Linked DNA regions of Zea mays: region 1 is linked to region 2. The links are chromatin contacts, called in public Hi-C maps. All regions are on one chromosome and are shown on one strand. Each heading gives the region's core, a stretch centred on a gene start, on an enhancer-like site or on the middle of the called end of the contact. The rest is flanking DNA. Distances are from core to core; before and after follow the strand shown.

Region 1 (5,183 bases), core at 959-3,458, 190 kb before region 2:
TATATATATATATATATATATATATATATATGTAAACAGTTTTCCACGAATAACTTCCCAACTACAAAGTTGTAGACCGCATGGAAAACTACATTTTATATAATGTTCGTATTTATGGAGCTTAATATAAAAAGTTATGAATTATTTTTATACAATTATTTGTAAAGTTGAACCTCTTAAAACGTCCGTGTCTGTTAATACTTGGCTAATTCCTAAAGGCGGGTGCTTTGCAATAATGACCATCTCTGTTAGTTGTCATTTTTTGTTACCGGTGTCTATTAATCAATTAGATGTTTTAGGATACTCGCTTTTCTTAATATGATCAAGTGAGTTACACTACCGGACTCACCTTCTTTGCCGAGTGTCCCAGACACTCAGCAAAGGGCATTATATACTCGACAAAGTCTTTGCCAAGTGTTACACTCGGCAAACATTTTATCGGTAAATGGTTCTTTGCCGACTAATTTTTTTCGGGCACTCGGCAAATACTTTGCCGAGTATCAAAAAACACTCGGCAAAGAAAAGCACTCGTCAAATTAAGAATCGCAAAAAAATCAAAAAACAGCAAAACATTTTAAATTATGAGAACAACAAAACATTTTATCTGAGATAGTTTGAAAAATTCAAAATTTAAAATCCAAATAGAGTTTTGCATGACAAGATGGTTTCAAACTAAAACATTGTCAACTACAAAGTTTCATAACTTTTCAAGACCTACAACTTTTATGTTAGTGGTTTTTACATTCGAGGTCGTTTTCAAAATTTAAATTTAAATTTTTAAAAATTCAGACGTAGTTTTCGTTGACAAGATGACTTCAAATGAAAACGTTGCCAACTACAAAATTCTATAACTTCTCAAGATCTACAAAGTTTATTTTGGTTGTTTGGTCATTTGTTCGTATCACATGATGGTTCTAACATTATTCACAAATCTTGTACATGTCTTTTGTAGTTTCATAAACTACGAGAGATATAGGTTTAATGAAACAAATTTTCTTTTATTTTGTCATATGAAGAAATGATCAAAATATAAAGTGTACATCTTGATGAGTTATACAAATTTGTAGTTGAAAACTTTTTTATTTGAATTAATTTACTGCTTTAAAATGTGATTTTTAAATTGTCTTTAACTAGTGTTAAAAAACACTCGGCAAAAAAACACTTTACCTAATGTCCAAAATAAAACACTTGCCAAAAAACTATTTGCCGAGTGTCAAAAAAACACTCAGCAAATAAACTCTTTGCCCCAAGTCAAAAACACACTCGGCAAAGAAACTCTTCGCCGGAAAAAACACTCGACAAATCATTTGATATTCGGCAAAGAGCTGAATTCCGGTAGTGGTAGTTGTTTTTATCTAGAGACTATCTGACCATTTATTTACAAATACGACTCCGGCCCTACATGTGTATGTGTCCCTATTAATTAGAAAATATAAATTTGATTCTTTTACTTTGTAGTGTCTTGGATCTGTGAAGTCCAATGTACTATAGTATTACATAAACATCCCTACATACGAAAATAACAATCAAGATATATACACGTATGGAAGCCATATATACATGTGATGCATGAAAAAAAGTGATGTCGTTGCTACATATAATCTTACAGTGACACACTAAACATAAAAAGCAATATATGGTTTAGGATTTGAACAGCCAGAGTGCAGTTTCATTAGCATTTGTAAAGAATATCCATATCCATGACAAAAAAAGAAAACATGCGCATGCATATAGATATATAAATGCATGTAGTAAATATATATATGTGTATACCGACTAAATCGGCAAGGTTGTAGCCATTCGTGAACCGTCCTGAGACGGCGCCGGCGGTGCCAGCATGGAAGTCGATGCCGTACGGAGATGCAGCACGGGGTGCAGGCGGCGGCAGGAAGTTATTGTTTCCGACATCGACCAGCGAATCACCGAACACAAACATCAACGGGACTGACAAGCGCTTCTGCTCAACGTCAGTTTCAGCGGCACCCAAGGACGAGCGGCTAGCGATGCACACGAGGAGTACCAGAGAAATGACCGCTCTATCATTAGTACCCATGGCTTTACTGGGCGGGTTAATCAAACGAAGATGATGGAGTATATCTTAGATGTTTTCTTTTTTTTCCCTCGCTCGCTCTAAACACACATAGCTAGTAGCTTGTTGCTGCTGCCAAGGGACGGATGCTTTCTGAGTTGGAGCTCTGTTTGTTGGCTTTGGAGTTTGGAGTGAGGAGGGATGCTTGAAGCCTGGTGGTATTTATAGTGTTAGATCCAACGTGATACACGCTGCTTCACGTACAGTGACGCGATTATTGGAATGTATTACTGTGTTCAATTCGGTGCGGGTAGGTAGGTAGCTAGACGCTTCTTTCTCCACATGACATTCGTACTGAACATGGTGGTTGGGAGTACGTGACAATTAAGATAACACAACCACGTAGGTGTCTTTGGGTTCACGAAATATAACGTAAATGATAATGATAATGATTCATACTTGAATACCGGTGATAACAAATTTAAATAAGGCGGTATCCATTTTATAGTGTACTATCGATTACGGTTAACTTAAACAAATATGATTTAACGTTATCGGTTACCCATTACGTTACCAATATGTGAACCAAACAGCACAATATTTTCAAAAAAAAATAGCAACGTGCACAAAGCAGGGAACGGCCACCGTGGAATATAATTATTCTACTTTCTACGTGTATCTTTGTCAACGTCAAATCTATATCGTCACTGCAACTGACCAGCCCCTCCCCAAAACAATAAAACAGGAAATGTACGACGACTTTGTAAGAAACCGTCGACAGTTATGTTATATCCGACGGTACCTAGTAGCCGTCGAAAGTAACAGTTAAGTCCTACGGCCCTAGTGACAGCCGTCGGATATGTAAGAAAAATGGACCTCACCCATTTGACTAATTGATTTTGATGTTTGATTATCAACATAGCCCGTGAACTAATGTGATTGATAGTGTTTGTGTTTGTAGTATGATGCTAAAACGACTTGGACTAAGGCATTGAGGAAGCAAAACCTCAAAGGAAGACATTAAGAAGACCATATGTGAAGATCAACGAGTATCAAGCAAAGTCCAAGACAAGAAGAAAGTGTTGCCACTGGCGGACCGTCCAGCCCAGAGCACCGGACTGTCCGGTGGCACCCCAGACTGTCCGGTGCCACACTGCCGGACTGTCCAGTGCATCAGGGAACAGTAGCCTAATGACTAGTTCCTGGTGACAATATGGAGGAGAGCCACCGAACTGTCCAGTGTGACACCGGACTGTCCGGTGCAAGGCTGACAGCGCCAATGGTCACCTGCTAGATCCAACGGCTATTGGTGCACCAGACAGGGCATCGGACTATCCGGTGTGCCGCAGAGAGCAACAACTTTTCTCCAATGGCTATATTTGAGTTGGGGTCTATATATACTTCACCCAACCAGCCATTTGAAGGTGTGGGAGCCCAATCAATATACCAACACATGTTGTAGATATTTTCAATTGCCCAAACACCCAAGTTCTTAATAGAATCACTCGGTGATTAGCGTAGGTGCTTTGCGAAGTGCTTAGGTTAGTTAGAACGCTTATGCGCTTGCTCTAGGTGAATCCTAGTTAGTTGAGTGAGTTTATAAAAACCTACAAAACCACTCGGCTCTTGTGTGAGCCGTTCTAATTCTACCGAGTGGGGCGACAGTATTGTGAGACAATGACAACCGAGATTTGTCATGGCCGACACCGTGTAAAGAAGGGAACGTGGCATGTGGCGTTTCAGCCGGAAGCTCGATAGTGGACATGACAGGGAGAGTCCGAGAGGAGCCAGAAGAGGAGCACCAATTGCGCGTGGAGAAGGCCCACGACTCTCTACAGAGTTACTCGACCGTGGTGCTTGGCCCTCGCGTGGGCTACCCTTTGCGTAGGGGCACCTATGGGGGATAGATATCCTCAGGTCCTCGTGAACACTAAAACGTAACATGGGCCGTCTGATGGGCCTCTCGTTGGTTCGTTCATAGGGATGGACCAACGGTTATAGCCGGGTCGGGCGAGCCTGATCCAAGAAGACAAAGACTGACGTTGTAAGCAAATGAAGCACTGATATCTCGAGTGGGGCAGTTGTAAGCACTTGAGGGATGTACAACTTGTAAATGGATAACTCTCTTGTCGTGTATATAAGGCCGAGGGGGACTCTGGGGGATGGATATCCTCCGGGTCCTCATGCACACTGAATTGCGTCTTGGGCCGCCTGGCAGGTCTCCTCCTGGGTCATCCTATAGATGGGTCGGCCGAGTGCAACCAGGCCAGGCAAGCCCAATCTGAGCCGGCGAAGGCTAATGCCCGAGTTAAGTGCTATGGGAGCACGAGCATATCGGGCAGAACGGTTGTGATCACCTGATAGGCTAAACCCCCGACGGTAACTCGGGCGGATGAGTGAGGCATATTCAGATATGTAGGAAGACAGTTTGCTACAAACAGGGAGATAAGAGAGTGGGTTATGTTTATCACTTGTGCGGGGATAGCTCTCCTTGGTCGTGTATATAAGGTTAGGAGGTACCCAAACCATTTTCATCTCATCTCAGTCCACCACACTCATAGTTCCCAATTGTAACCCCATTCCAATACTAAGATCACCATAAGAAGTAGGGTCTTACACAGCTCCCGCGGCCCAAACCTGTATAAGTCTGTGTGTCTTTCTGTCGTGTCACCACACAAACAATCGAGTCGCAATCAACGATGTTGTACTGCTTAAAAAGCACCTCGTGGGTATCCACATAGTGTGCAGTCAAATCTGAAACATCGACAGCTGGCGCGCCAGGTAGGTGGTGCAACGTTGATAAACGCCGACTCCATTGCAGTCACCTTCAATAGCATGATCACTTTCAATCCAGGAGCGATCTTCTGCTTCGGAACCATCTCCTGCATTGCAGACCAGGAGGGAATCCTGCACCGCATAGCAATCCCACCCAGGAAGAAATCTTCCCTGGGATTGCCAAAGATGGTCGTAGGGAAATCGCGAACTGCACCAGCGACAATCCTGTTGACGGAGCAAAGGGTTGTGATGCCACACAAGACCATGCCCGGAAACACCCTAACAACTGCTTCTCAGTCAGCCACGACTTCTCTAGCACGAAGAACTCCATTGTCCACCTCACCCACTCGGGTGTGGATGTGGATCACTCGACGGAGAG
Region 2 (4,778 bases), core at 177-2,676:
TCTGCCTTGGTCTATTGTTCCTGCCCGAGGTTGGGCTCAGGTGAGACGAGATCGTGTCCCTTGTGTGGATGAAGCCTTGACTGGAATCGCGCCCATCAGGCCTTTGCAGCTTTGTGCTGATGGGGGTTACCAGCTGAGATTAGGAGTCTTGGGGGTACCCCTAATTATGGTCCCCGACAGGCCTCGCAGTGGATCCCTAGCCATTCACCTTGGGAGTGTCTAAGGGTCTCGCAAACCCTGGCTAAACGGGAAACATGTCTTGTGGGTAAAGTTGTGAAACCTCTGCAGAGTGTAAAACTGATATATCAGCAGTACTCACGGTCAAGAGCGGCTCAGACCCTCACATGAATAACTTATGAAATTAAACTTAATTTGTCATATGCATTGCATTGTTGGATTTATTATTAATTGTGATCTCTTATTTTATTGGAATGATATCTACTTATACTTAGTAACTGCAACTAAAATTTTGACCAACTTATTAAAAGAAATGCTCAGGCTTAACCCTATTTGTTAATGAGCCTTACACTTTACATGAGCCCCGTCGTAAGTGAGCTCATGCATATTATTCCCTACAACTTGTTGAGTGACGAACATATGCGAGCTCAACCTTGTTGTACTAACCCCCGGTCATGGACAGGTACCGCAAGATAAGCAACATGAAGGATGGCGTGATGAGTTCATGAGAGGTCTAGGTCGTCGTCTCCCAGTCAACTATGGTTGCGAAAGATCGTTGTCTTCATATGATGTATTTATTTAGCTATTTTGTACAGAACCTCAACTATATAATAAAGATGTGACATTCATTTCTATACCATGAGTTATCATATGTATGAGACTTGATACTAGCACATATTTGTTTCGCGCCCGAGTTTGCCCTTAAATCCAGGTGTGATAGTACGGGCGACCCGATGAGTGCCCATACCACATGGGTATGAGTATGGGGATAAATTCATATCTACCCGTAGATATGGGTGGCTCGACATGATTATTTATTCTCGAGGGTGTGTATGAGATAGTAATATTCGATGAGTATTTACGTATTGTCATCTCTAACCTGGTTGCCGCTTATACAATCAGTGCCAGTCTGTTTACACGACCCATTCAGGGCCCTCAATCCTCGAATTCGGCCTTCTTACTCGCCGGCCCATTTTCTTGTGCTCGTGACTCTTGAGTGTTCTCCGGTTGTCTTGCCGCCACGGCTGACTTGGACGCCCGCCTCCTGAGTAGTTGGGAAAGTGATGCTGACAGTACGGCCCATAGCCATTCCGTGTATGAACCGTGTCTGCTCCTCTGCTCCATCCTCCTTTGCTGCTGTTGCCGAATGCCGACACATGGCGGAAAGGCCTCAGCGCCGACGACCGACGGTCCCGCAACCCCAGGCATCCGGAGTCGGCAACCCGCCCACCCCGGAAATATCTCGCACATGACATGGCGCGTGGTCGGCGTGGGCCCACTGCACAGTTGGGAGTTGGGACAGGTGCCGAGGTGTGGACGGCCGGGATCGGAAATGTGACCTACGCACGGCACGTCAGGAGGTTCCGTGTTGTGGACAGCGACACGCTGGACACTTGGATGTGCTTAGCAGCACAATTAGATATGGCCACGTCAGATTGGAATGTGACGTCGTCACTCGTCAGTGACCGCTGGATCTTTCTCAAAGTCTGTTATCTGAGCTTTGCAACAGGGATTTTGGCATGGGCCCACTGCACAGCCGAAAGGTTAAGTTGATACGGTACGGCTACATCTTCAAGTGCTAGTTTAGTAGAACAAAAGTGTGTTGACGAAATAGAGAACGTGTTGAGCAGATGTGTATTTGCGGAATTGAAGTTACACTTTCTGGCTTTAGTGGTACGGGCTCTGGTTACTTCAAGGAGAAGGAATTGGGAATCCAAAGTCGATCTTGATCATAATCTTAGGATAGAGAGCAAGAGCTTTTCTAAATTTCACTATTTATAATATCATTTATAGTGTTATTTACATAAAAACTGTCTTCTATATTTTTTCACTATCCATAAACTTTTCTCTATATTTCTTATAGTTATTGTCATTTTCTATCTTTGATTAATGAAGTCCATATTAATAGAAAACAAGTATATTGGGATGACTATTTAAAAAGATTGTTAGTATTTTTTTTTAAAAAAACTATATTTCTAGCTATTAGAAAGGATATAAAGAGTCCCCTAATAAAGTTGCTCTAAGAATGCACGGTGGCCTATGCTTTCCAACTCTATAGTTTGCCTTTCTTCACGCGCTGGATCTGCTAGGGAATTGGGAATATTAGGGACATGCGATGCTCATAAAGATTTATGATTTTGGCAGAAGAGAAAAGATTAAGAACAAAGTGGTTGATAAAGAGCCACTTGGGGACTGCTGCTGTGGCTGTGGTTAATTTTATACAATGCTAATTGCTAGATAGTCTGTACGCATGACATGCTTTCTTGGAAGTGCACTTAATTTTGGGCGTGCAACACGCTCCAAACTTTCTGCAAAGTTTATATATATATGAAAAATAACAAAAACAGGATATCTTGGTGACTTTTCGGGTCTTTATTTTTTTGGTCCATGTAACCAGCGAGGATTATCCACCATAACCACAACATAGATAATAGATTCACTGCTGCAAAATGCAAAATCTATATCGGTTAGGAACTGGCTACAATACGGGACTACCAACCGGTACCTAAAGACCTCGATCTTTAGTCTCGATTGTATGAACTAGTACTAAAGAGATGACTTTAGGACTAGTTGACTTGAACCGGTACTAAAAGACGTAACCTTTGTACCAGTTCATACAAAAACCCAGGGCCGGCCCTGGGGGTGCAAGCGGTGCCACCGCACCGGGCCCCACAAAGCTAGTGGGCCCCACCCCATCAAAAATATTCCACGGACGGACTCACGGACCCTGCAGCCTATAGGCTATAGCGATCGACCGATCGTTCGCCTTCGCCTGCCGCGGTGCCGCCCGCCTAATCGCCTGCCTGGCGTCCGCTCGGCCGCTCCCGCAGTCCCGCGTCCTGGGCTCCTCCTAGCGGTTGGCAATCAGATATTCAGATCAGCCGAGCCGATCAGTCAATCACCGCCACCGGATCACCGATCAGGTGATCACGATCGCCGTTCGCGGATCCGGCGATCCCTCCCTGCGTGGTCCTGCGTCCTGCGAGCTATTTAAGGTAACTGATTGTTGGCTTATTGTTGGCTTAATCTAATTAACAAATTTAAGATAACTGATTAATAATAATAACCACACTATTTAGATATGTATAGTCATTCTTATGTTATCATTCAATTTGTGATATATATCTTTTTTATTTTCAGTGCTTTGTGTAATCATGTCATCGAGAAGATATCCATCTGGAAGTGAAAAAAGGAAAAGGAAAAACGTGTGGATGATCTCATAGACTCATAGAGAGGAGCTATTGACAAGTTTTTCAAGAGCAATGCTAGTGCTTCGACGAATCCAAATGATGCGTTTGCGTTGGCAATAGTTCTCGTGGGGACAGAGGAACCAACCAATGAGAAATCTAGAGAAGAAGAACATGTTGATATCAACGCCGATGATAACAATGTAAGTGACCATGAGAATATGTCTAATTCATCAGATGCACATGCACAGTTTGGTAGTGTTGATGAACAACCTGACATTTTGAAAGGGAAATAGGCTAAAACATTTTCCTAATTGATTTTGGTGGTTGAATTGCCCAACACAAATAATTGGACTAACTAGTTTGCTCTAGATTATAAGTTCTACAGGTGCCAAAGTTTCACAATAAACCAATAGAAAGTTAAAAGAGAGGGTTCAAAAAAAAGGAGCAAAGCAACCAAAGGCTGCCCTGGTCTGGCGCACCGGACTGTCCGGTGTGCCACCGGACAGTGTCCGGTGCACCACCGACAGTGTTCGGTGCACCAGTGTGGATCAACTCCAACTCGCTAGCTTCGGGAATTTGGGGAGCCACTCCGCTATAATTCACCGGACTGTCCGGTGTAGCACCGGACTGTCCGGTGTGCCAAGCGGAGCAACGGCTAACTGCGCCAACGGTCGTCTGCAACAGCTACAGTGAACAGTGCGGACTGCACGCGCAGAGTCAGAGCAGGCGCCAGAAAGCGCACCCGACAGTGAACAGTGACTGTCCGGTGCACCACCGGACTGTCCTGTGGCCCCACTTGTCAGGGCTCCAACAGTCGAACCCCAACGGCTGGGTGACGTGGCTGGCGCACCGGACTGTCTGGTGCGCCCTTCGACAGCAGCCTTCACCAACGGCCACTTTGGTAGTTGGGGCTATAAATACCCCCAACCACCACACTTCATTGCATCCATGTTTTCAGACATTCCACTCAATACAAGAGCTAGTGCATTCAATACAAGACACAAATAGAGTGAATCAAAATCTCTCCAAGTCCCAATTCCACTCAAAGCAATTAGTAACTAGAAGAGAGAGTTTTGTCGTGTTCTTTTGAGCTCTTGCGCTTGGATCGCTTTTCTTCTTCCTCCATTTCTTGTTCTCAAGTTCTTTGTAATCAAAGCAAGAGACACCAATTGTGTGGTGGTCCTTGTGGGGACTTAGTTCCCAATTGATTGAGGAGAAAAGCTCACTCGGTCTAAGTGACCGTTTGAGAGAGGGAAAGGGTTGAAAGAGACCCGGTCTTTGTGACCACCTCAACGGGGAGTAGGTTTGCAAGAACCGAACCTCGGTAAAACAAATCACCGTGTCATCTGCTTTATTTGCTTGTGATTTGTTTTCACCCTCTCTTTCGGACTTGACTTTAATTCTAACGCT

What was found. A called contact is a pair of places that touch in the nucleus more often than the background predicts.
Region 1: a contact with region 2 is called in a Hi-C map of ear, with 2.6 times the contacts expected there. The contact joins the promoter of LOC100191178 here to the enhancer-like site in region 2. A contact is called at or near these places in 2 of 25 Hi-C or Micro-C datasets (ear and tassel).

Annotation. Positions count from the first base shown.
Region 1 is chr10:33,934,217-33,939,399 of Zm-B73-REFERENCE-NAM-5.0, reverse strand. LOC100191178 reads right to left here and starts at 2,208. Exons shown (of 5, transcript NM_001136613.1): 1 at 1,774-2,208. The coding sequence starts at 2,053.
Region 2 is chr10:33,740,004-33,744,781 of Zm-B73-REFERENCE-NAM-5.0, reverse strand. No RefSeq gene overlaps it. Among protein-coding and RNA genes, the nearest start is that of LOC103642369, 64 kb to the left of the region's middle. Within about 2 kb of position 1,426, at least 17 of the 20 cell types and tissues checked have an H3K27ac peak or open chromatin away from gene starts, as enhancers often do. A contact at or near this core is called in ear and tassel, where this site is marked.